Linked DNA regions of Sus scrofa: region 2 is linked to region 1. A link is a contact called in public HiChIP or PLAC-seq data. All regions are on one chromosome and are shown on one strand. The core of a region is the stretch at or near the end of the contact, and the rest is flanking DNA. Distances in the headings are between cores, read along the strand shown.

Region 1 (4,956 bases), core at 1,555-4,054:
AAAAAATGCATAGAATATTATGTTTCAAGACACATAAAATGACCCTCTTCTTTCTGTTATGTTATCAATGTGAGATACTAAGTAATTTACTTAATCCTCATAATAAACTAGATTTTTATTATTGTCTCCAAATAACAGCCAAGAAAATTTAGACACAGAAAGATTAAGTAACCTGTTATTTAGTCACTAAATTGCAGAACCAAGATTGGAACTCTAGTTTACCTGACTTCAAATAACAAAGTCAATAGATATTTCATTTGTTTATAAAATACAATAAGCATTTCCTATACGGACCAATTTTTTGAATTCTGAGGTTTTTCAACAGGAAAGAAATTCTTTAGCTGACCAAAAAGATCATAAATACCTAAGACGTGACATAAAAAGAACACCTCATCAGGGTCAGAAGGCCTAAGCTGATAAACCTCATATAAAAATGAAAACTAGGAGTTCCCATCGTGGCTCAGGGGTTAACAAATCTGACTAGGAACCATGAGGTTGCGGGTTGGATAGCTGGCCTCGTTCAGTGGGTTAAGGATCCGGCATTGCCTCAAGCTACGGTGCAGGTTGCAGACACCGCTCGGATCCAGCATTGCTGTGGCCCTGGCATAGGGTGGCGGCTATAGCTCTGTTTAGACCCCTAGTCTGGGAATCTCCATATGCCGCAGGTGCAGCCCCAGAAAAAGACAAAAAAAAAAAAAAAAAAAGAAAGAAAGAAAGAAAAGAAAACTAAACTAGGTTATCTCTCTAAAATCTCTCTCAAGTTTGTTCCACAAGATAAAATATCTCCCAAAGAAAAGACATTTTCACCATGGGTTTTCTATAGCTTTCCATAACACAGGTACCATAACATTTGCTCCCTCCTAATGTTTTATATGCTTTAGTAAGTAGGACAGGGAGGCACTGCTCTCTGTCTGGCCCTCTTTTCCACTAGTTGGTCACTGCAAACTTCTATTCTTCAGGAATAAGGTAACAATGTCAAAATTCAACTGAAAGTTATATACAATTGTCTTGATCAGAGATTGAAGGGAAAATGTATTTACAGGCTAGAGGAATACACATAAGAAAAGTCTGGGAGTTCCCACTGTGGCACGGTGGAAACAAATCCAACTAGTATCCAGGAGGATGCGGGTTCAATCCTGGCCTCACTCAGTGGGTTGAGGATCTGGCATTGCAGTGAGCTGTGGTGTGGGTTGCAGACGAGGCTCAGATCCTGCATTGCTGTGGCTGTGGTGTAGGAGGCTAGCAGCGTAGCTCTGATTTGATCCCTAACCTGGGAACCTACAATGCCGCAGGTTTGGACCTTAAAAAAAACAAAAAGAAAAAGTCTAGATTTGAGAATAAGTACTGAGAAAAGAAAAACAAATGTACTATCTGGCCTTTTATACAAAGATCACCACTACAGGAATTTATCTCCAGCCTAAAAGTAACAAAGACAAAATGTAAAGTTCATTCCTCTTCCTCTGTGTCTTGAGTTTCATTAATATCATGCATGTATCTTAAACGAAATTCCAAAAAGACTTGTTCTTTCCAAAGAACTTATCCTCGAAATTTTAAAAATCAGAGAAATTCTACTCCTGGGCATACATCCAGAAAAAAACTTTCACTGAAAAAGATACATGCACCCCTATGCTCACTGCAGCACTATTCACTATAGCCAAGATATGAAAACAACCTAAATGTCCACCAACGGATGAATGGATTAAGAAGATGTGGTACATATACACAATGGAATACTACTCAGCCATATAAAGGGACAAACTAAGCCATTTGCAGCAAGATGGATGGAACTAGAGACTCTCATACAAAGTGAAGTCAGTCAGAAAAAGAAAGACAAATACCATATGATATCACTTATATCCAGAATCTAATACATGGTACGAATGAACCTATCTACAGAAAAGAAACAAACTCATGGACATGAAGAACAGACTTGCGGTTGCCAAGGGGGCGGGGGAGTGAGTGGGAGGGACTGGGAGTTTGGGGTTAGTAGACACAAACTATTGCATTTGGAGTGGATAAACAATGAGATTCTGCTGTACAACACAGGGAACTATATCTAGTCACTTGTGAGGCAACATAATGGATGATAATGTGAGAAAAAGAACATATTATATATACATATATAATTGGGGTCACTTTGCTGTACAGCAAAAATTGACGGAACACTGTAAATCAACTATAATGAAAAATAAATTTTTAAAAAATAGGAAAAAATTTAAAAATAAAAAATAAAAATCAGAGAAAGCATGATCAATGACACAAAGGAATCATTTTTACTTACTATTTGGGAATAGAAAAAGTTAATGCTGTTTTTGTTTTTCCCAACAGGAAAAAAGGGACTCAAACTTCCTTGTGCCTTTAAATGCTTCTATTTCAGAAGAGAAAGTACTTTTTTCATGCTGCCTAATTTTGGAGAGGCTGTGTATCTTACTAGAACTCGGGAATAATTCAAAGTCAAGTGAAAATGCTGAACTTAAACATATTTAGATATACTATCAATATTAGATGACTATTAGAAGGAGAGTTATTTTAAAAAACATGATTAACCTTTGTTAAGTCTTTATCTTCAAACCCCTGTATCCTCCTATCTGCAACACATTTTGGAAATAATAAAATCAACAAAAGAAGAGTAGAATCAACCTAAATCTTTGGGTCACAATGGGACTGAAGTCAAAAGAAGCTTTATGACGAAGGACCAAAGAATGAAAACCAGTCTTAATCTTCTAGCTACTCTAAGTGGATGTCTGCTTCCCTTGCACTGAAGGCCAGGGCTCAATCACACCACTGAGTCAGTTTTACTCAGAGTCAGGAGGAAGCAGACAGCACATGACAGCATGCTGTGTAATGCATGACACACCCTGTTTCTGCGCATAGACCTGAAGTATTAAAACAAAGTTAACAAAAGTCAGTTATGGGGACTGAATGAATCCAACTGCCCCATCTTCTCCCAGATTATGAAGAAAAACAACTTTCAAAGGATAGTGCATGTACAAATCCCTTGAAAAGGCAGCTAGGTTATAAAATATATTTATTCTTGAAGCTTTCTCACATTTTCATTTAAACAGACTTCAAAAATAAGTAAGAGAATGTTAATAAACTATTCAATATGACTACAAGTACGTGGTTAAAAAAAAAATTTTTTTTAATGAACAAGCCAAAAAGTACTGCCTAAAAGAATGGTGTTTCTTCCCATCTTGTTCACACAGAATGCATATGCACAGTGACTAGCCCATCCCAGCTGTCCATAATATGATGCAACAATACTGCCTAAGTCTAGAATTCTGATTCTGCCTTGCTATGGGGTCTAGTCAACTAACTGGACTCATCTACTTACTGCCTTTATTTGCAGTCTACAGCCTTCAAAAATATATGTCCTATATCTCTGCATGTGTTTGATACATGTCATCTCGACAAGGTAATAGGTTATTTGAGGGCAGAAACCATGTCCACTACTTTCTGGCATAGAAGAGCATGGGCTCTGGAACCATTCCACCCAGGCTCAAATCTAAGCTCCAGTCATCATCGCTGTGACCTTGACCAAGCTATTTACCTTCCCCAAGCCTCAGTTTTCTTATCTGCAAAATAAGGATAATAGCACATGGTTGTTGTGAAAATTACATAAGTAATACCTATGTAATAAATTCTGAGTACCTAAAAAAGTGTCTAGCACATAATAAGCACCAAAATTTTTATTGTTATAATTATCTACAACACCAAACACCAAGCTTTGCTCCCTTAGTAGATGTTTAAATAACTGCCAAGTAGCTAAAAGAAGTGTACAACTGTAACAGCAATACAATTTCTCTTATCACCGCCATATAGTTTATGAACAATGAAGTCTCTACATTTCAAGAACACCATTAATTGTTTAAACTATTTTGCTCAGGTAGTCTAAAATGCAGCATATTAGCAAGCACCCTACTTTTCAATCTAATGCTAGACTACTTTACATAGTTTTTAACAGCAAGCAACTATGACAGAAAATTTTAAATATTTTACTTTTTTTTTTTTTTTGCGATAGTAGGGGACTAAACTTCACCTAAGCCATCATTGTGGCGCCAACTCACAAGACAATGTAGTGTCTAAAAACCCAAATTCATAGGAAGCTTGCACAAGATGACTTATAGCAAAACTTTGCGCTAGGGATCGGAGAGACATGAGAAAAAATCATTTGTTTGTTAACAGAACCAGAACTAGAATCAAATCTTTTTGGAACTAGTAAGATGATACCAATAAGAGGATCCAGATGTGTATGCTAAAAATCAAACACGGAATTAAAATATTTGATACAATCCAACTTCTGGGTAGATACCCAAATGAATTGAATGCAGGGAATTAAACAGACATATATATGCCAATGTTGATAGCAGCAAATTCACAATCACCAAAGGGTGGAAGCATCCCAAGTGTCCACTGACAGATGAATGGATAAATACAATGTGGTATATAATACACTGGAACACTCTTCAGTTTAAAAAGGAAGGACACTGTGGCACATGCTACAATATGGATGAAATTTGAAGACATTATGCTAAATGAAATATATCAACCACAAAAGGACAAATTTTACATAATTCCACGTATAAGAGGTACCTAGAATAATCAAATTCATAAAGACAAAAGCAGAATTATGATGGCTGCCAGGACTGAGGGAAGGAAGAATGGGAAACTTATTTAACATGGGTACAAAGAGTTTCAGTTTGTGAAAATGAAAAAGTTATGCAGATGAATGGTGGTGATGGTGGCACAATATTGGGAATGTACATACAATTAAAGACTGAAATAAAAACAAAAATAAACAAATGGGACTTAATTAAACTTAAGAGCTTTTGTACAGCAAAGGAAACCATAATCAAAACGAAAAGACAACCTACAGACTGGGAGAAAATATTTGAAAACAATGCAACCAATAAGGGATTAATTTCCAAAATATACAAACAGCTCATATAGCTCAAC
Region 2 (4,956 bases), core at 1,690-4,189, 150 kb before region 1:
AAATAAAAAGATTTATATACAGAGGGAAACTTCTGCCTTCTAGGCTTCAGAAAAGAGGGGTGAAACACTCTAGGAAGAACTGTTGGTACAAACTTGACACAGCAACACATCATACAACGCACTAAAATCAGAGACGGTCACTTCAGAGCAAAACCAACATCATTCAAACTAAAGAGGTGGGAGTGCCTCAGAGACCAGAACGAAAGACAGCCTTTAGGTTAAAGATGATGTCGCATGTACAACTTTGCGAGTGCTTTTGATCCAGAACTGGCAGCCTGTCTTCAAAATGGCTTTATTTCTAGTCTGACCTAAGAGCATCATATCACCACTAGAGGCCAGTAAGATCTTAAAAACACAGAAGGCAATTTCCTCAAGGAAAGATCTAAACATACTATCATGTCTCTTAAAGTTGGAGGTATACAATCTCAAAGTTAAATGTTTTAATTCTTACAAATGTCTAATTTCCTATGTTACTTTAATTTTTTATTGAACTGACATGTCACATTATAGTAGTTTCAAGTGCACACATAATGATTCAATACTTGTGTACATTGCAAAATGAGGACTGCATAAGTTTCATCACTATCCTTCACCATAAAAAGTTACAAATCTTTTTTTTCTTGATGATAACTTTTAAAGATTTATTCTCTTGGCAACTTTCAAATATGCTCTACAGTGTTGGCTACAGTCACCATGCTGTAGCTGACATTCCTGTGATTTATAACTGGAAGTTTGAATCTCTTGGCCCCCCCTTCACCCACCTCACCCACTGCCCCCAAACCTCGTTCCTCCTGGCAATCATCATTCTGTTCTCTGTATCTATGAGTTTTGTTTTATTTGTTCATTGGTTCTGGGTTATAGATTTCACATATAAGTGAGGTCATACAGTATTTGTTCTTCTCTGACTTATTTTATTTAGCATAACAGCCTCGAGGGCCATCCATGTTGTCATAAGTGACAAGATTTCATTTTTTAATGGTGGAGTAGTAATCTATCCATCTACCCAAGGACACTTAGGTTGCCTGCATATCTTGGCTGCTGTAAATAATGATGCAGTAAACACAGGGTTGTTTCTAATTAGTGTTTTCAGGTTCTTTGGAACATGGCATTTCCAAATTTCCAGAAATGAAATGGCTGAGTTGTACGGTAGTTCTATACTTAATTTTTTTGAGGAAACTCCACATGGTTTTCCATAGTTGCTGTACCAATTTACATTCCCATCAACAACAGTGCACAAAGGTTCCCTTTGCTCCACATCCTCACCAACACTTGTTATTTCTTTTTTTTTTTTTTGGCTGTGCATGCAACCTGCAGAAGTTCTCAGTTCCCGGGCCAGGGATTGAACCCACGCCACAGCAGTGACCTGAGCCACTGCAGTAACAACATCAGATCCTTAACCCACTGTACCACAAGGAAACTTCTCTTGTCTTTTTTCATGACAGCCATTTTCAGAAGTGTAATCTCTCACTGTGGTTTTAATTTGCATTTCCCTGATGATAAGGAAAGTTAAGTGCTTTTTCATGTATCTGTTGTCCATCTATATGTTTTCTTTGGAAAAATGTCTATTCAGATATTCTGCTCATTTTTAAATTAGGACTGCTTGGGTTTTTTCTTCTTTTTTTCTGAGTTATATGAGTCCTCTATGTATTTCGGATATTAACTCCTTATCAGATACATGACTTACAAATGTTTTCTCCCATGTAGTAGGTTGCCATTTCATTTCGTTGATGGTTTTCTTTGCTGTACAGAAGCTTTTTAGTTTGACACAGCTCTACTTGTTTACTTTTGCCTTTGTTGCCTTCACTTTGGGGTCAGATCCAAAAAAAAAAAAAAATTAAAAAATTTTTACATGAACTGTTCACTCATTTGTGCTATTGTAAAGCTTGGAACATATTTCAAGCCTAAGTACACATTAGATCCACTGAATAAGGCTTTTATGACACTTCAATATGTATTAAAAGTTATTTAGCCATGAAGGACTAACTCCTTTCAGGAATATTCTGCAGGAGCACCTCAAACTGAAGAAATCAGAAAACAACACCCATGAATACGGAAAGCTGTAAATGGTAAAAAAGTACATTTTATCTATTTAGCGAGAGCCTTCATTACTCTTCCTTTCTATAGACTTCTTTTACAGACTTTCTATAGACTTAAAAGTCTTTTATCACAGGATGATAAATATCCCTGGTATTGACTGACTTCAAGGAAACCTGAATGACTTCCTGGATGGTTTATGCTATAATTACTCAATTATACATAACTATAGCTGCAGATGTGTAGAAAGTAAACAAGCCAGCAATTAGAGCATTAAGTGTACGTCTCTCTTCTTACATCTCCTTATGTGTCCAATATTATCTTCAGTGCTCCTTCTGGCTTAACTTCCTTTGCTCTCTCCAAGTCTATAGCTTTGCATGCTTGTGGAGCTTATCAGTTACCCTCCAAAATAACTCAAAATCCAAGAACCAATAATGTTGCTAGGGCTTGGTTGGACATGTTACTAATTCTTAGAAGTTCACTGTTTTTCATTTTTCCCCTACTTTTCTGCATCTGTCTCCTCTGAACCTCGTACACCAGTACATGCTGCATCAATAGCTTCTCCATTCCACCCCAACTCTCTCTTTCCTACCCTCAACTTTTATTTCAATCAGTTACGTTAAAGTCTTCTTTGTACTTCAAATTTCCTAAAATTGTCAAAGAAAGCTTTAAAGGGACTGACTCTTTATCCTTTATTACACAGATAAGAGATTCTTGTCTAAACTTAAAAACCATGTCAAAGCTGATTTTCTTCACATGATTTGGACAAACAAATGGGTTAGATTTTTACCACAATGCAGGCCTATTTTTAGAGTCAAATACCAAGACCACTTCAGCAGAGGGATGCACCTACTTTATGTGGAAATGTGGTGGTTTTGTGGCCTAGACGAGTTTTCATTCAAATGACTAACCTTCTTATGTAAGTTGGTCATGAGTGACCTAAACTGCTCCATTGTAACTTAATTTGAATAGTAATCTTATGATCCACACTGAACAAGAAGACATTGATAGATTCTGTCCATAAGAATTAGAATATAGGAGATGGTATTATAGCAAAACCCAGATTTCCTGACAAATATAAATCAGCATCAGCACTGAATTTAAGAAAATCTAAATGATCTTCCCTGTGTTATCCCAAGTAATTTTCTTACAGTTGCCCTTACTGTTCTCCCTTCCTGTTCAGCCAGAGCTTTGTTGCTAGCTTCTTCATGGTTTTATGAAACAAAAAGCATTCCGGACCCTGGATTACTCCTCGTCAGTGCTAGAGGTAGAATGAAATAGGCAGCAATATTTTGATGTTTAAAATTTTTCAGTCTGTCTGAATTATGAGGTTGATATGCCATGTTATAAATTTTATAGTTTCACAATTTCTCTATCTATTGTCCACTTTTTGATCATTTCATAAGAATTTATAAAAGGAAGAAACAAGAAAAGTTAGAATAAGGGTGGGATGGTTCTTTTCAGCATTTCTAGATTAAGGTTTAATGGGCATTTTAAGTAACAATATAAGATAAACCTATAAATTTAATGTATTCATTCTATCATGTCCTAACTTCTGTGGCTAAATGAAGGTTTAATAGTAACTTGTAAAGCCTGTTTATTGGGACTGTATTAACAAGACAAACTCAGATTACTGCCTTACTTCACTTTACCAGTTCTACCAATCCTCCCTCCCCCCCTCCTCTAGTGACACAGATTTTATTTCTACTTCCAATTACATTTAGTACCTAAAATTCACTAGAGGAAAGGATAACTACCTCAGAATTACAAATAAGCATCTTTATAGAAAAACTGGAATGAAAATTTAGATTGGCATTGTCTCATTTCCATAAGGATACTAAGGGTACTGAGTACTGGACTTATTACAAAAACTGAATGATTTCAGAAACATTAAAAAGAATCAGAGGTTGCTCAATGAAGCCCACTGGAAAGTGCTTCTTTGAGATTAGATATTATCATGTAGTCTGTAATTTTCTAAATTTTTTGATCTCATGATCCCTTTAGACTTTTAAAATTGACAACTTCAAAGAGCTTTTGTTTATGTAGATTATATTTATCAATATTTACACTAGAAATTAAAACTGAGACATTTTAAATATATTTATTCATTTAATAACAATAATAAGCCTATTGCATGTTAATATAAATAACACATTTTCGATGAAATGTAACTATTTTCCAAAACAAAAAATTAGTGAGAGAAGTGATACTGTTTGAGGTTTTGCAAAATCTCTCCAAAATCTGGCCAGAAGAGAAGACGGTTGAATTCCTTTTTTTTTTTTTTGCTTTTTTAGGGCCGCTGGGGGTACAATCGGAGCCACCAGTCTACACCACAATCACATCAACATGGGATCCAAGCTGCATCTGCGACCTACACCACAGCTAACAGCAATGCCAGATGCTTAACCCACTCATCAAGGCCAGGGATCAAACTTGCATCTCCTCAAGGATACTAGTCAGATTCATTTCTGCTGAGCCAGGACAGGAACTCCAAGCCAGCTGAATTCCTGTATCTATTTCAACATTCAGTCACTTGCTTTATGTTGTTTTGGTTGAAGTATAAAGCAAAAAACATGTACTCACACACATATATAGCTGGAAAAGGGAAGAGTATTTTAATAGCATTTCCAGGTAATTGTGGTCCATCTTTTCCAATACTACACCAAAAACTGACAAGCAACTGCTTCTTAAAAGTGGGGAAAATGTGGAATTTGATACCATTTCAGTTAACTTTTCATACCATGTTACATTAAAAAATCATTGGTCTACCTTGCCTTTCGGGATAGATCTTTTCAACCACATGCATAAATTTGGGACGCTATGCATTAACCATTTAGGAAAAAAAGGTTCACTTCGTTTTGCAGATCTTCCAAATGTTGACAATTTTCACTACATAGTACCAAAAAATCATTTTCATTAATC

Evidence for each region. HiChIP or PLAC-seq counts read pairs in DNA pulled down with a chosen protein or histone mark.
Region 2: a contact with region 1 is called in an H3K27ac HiChIP or PLAC-seq map of alveolar macrophages. The contact joins two enhancer-like sites. A contact is called at or near these places in 2 of 47 Hi-C or Micro-C datasets (embryonic fibroblasts and epiblast stem cells) and 1 of 2 datasets of contacts at active chromatin or transcription factors (alveolar macrophages).

The regions. Positions count from the first base shown.
Region 1 is chr9:119,977,944-119,982,899 of Sscrofa11.1, reverse strand. All of the region lies in intron 1 of RASAL2 (ras GTPase-activating protein nGAP), which reads right to left. Among named protein-coding and RNA genes, the nearest start is that of RASAL2, 39 kb to the right of the region's middle. Within about 2 kb of position 2,804, at least 14 of the 83 cell types and tissues checked have an H3K27ac peak or open chromatin away from gene starts, as enhancers often do. A contact at or near this core is called in alveolar macrophages, where this site is marked.
Region 2 is chr9:120,126,509-120,131,464 of Sscrofa11.1, reverse strand. The region is part of intron 1 of RASAL2 (ras GTPase-activating protein nGAP); the gene reads right to left. Among named protein-coding and RNA genes, the nearest start is that of RASAL2, 190 kb to the right of the region's middle. Within about 2 kb of position 2,939, at least 3 of the 83 cell types and tissues checked have an H3K27ac peak or open chromatin away from gene starts, as enhancers often do. A contact at or near this core is called in alveolar macrophages, where this site is marked.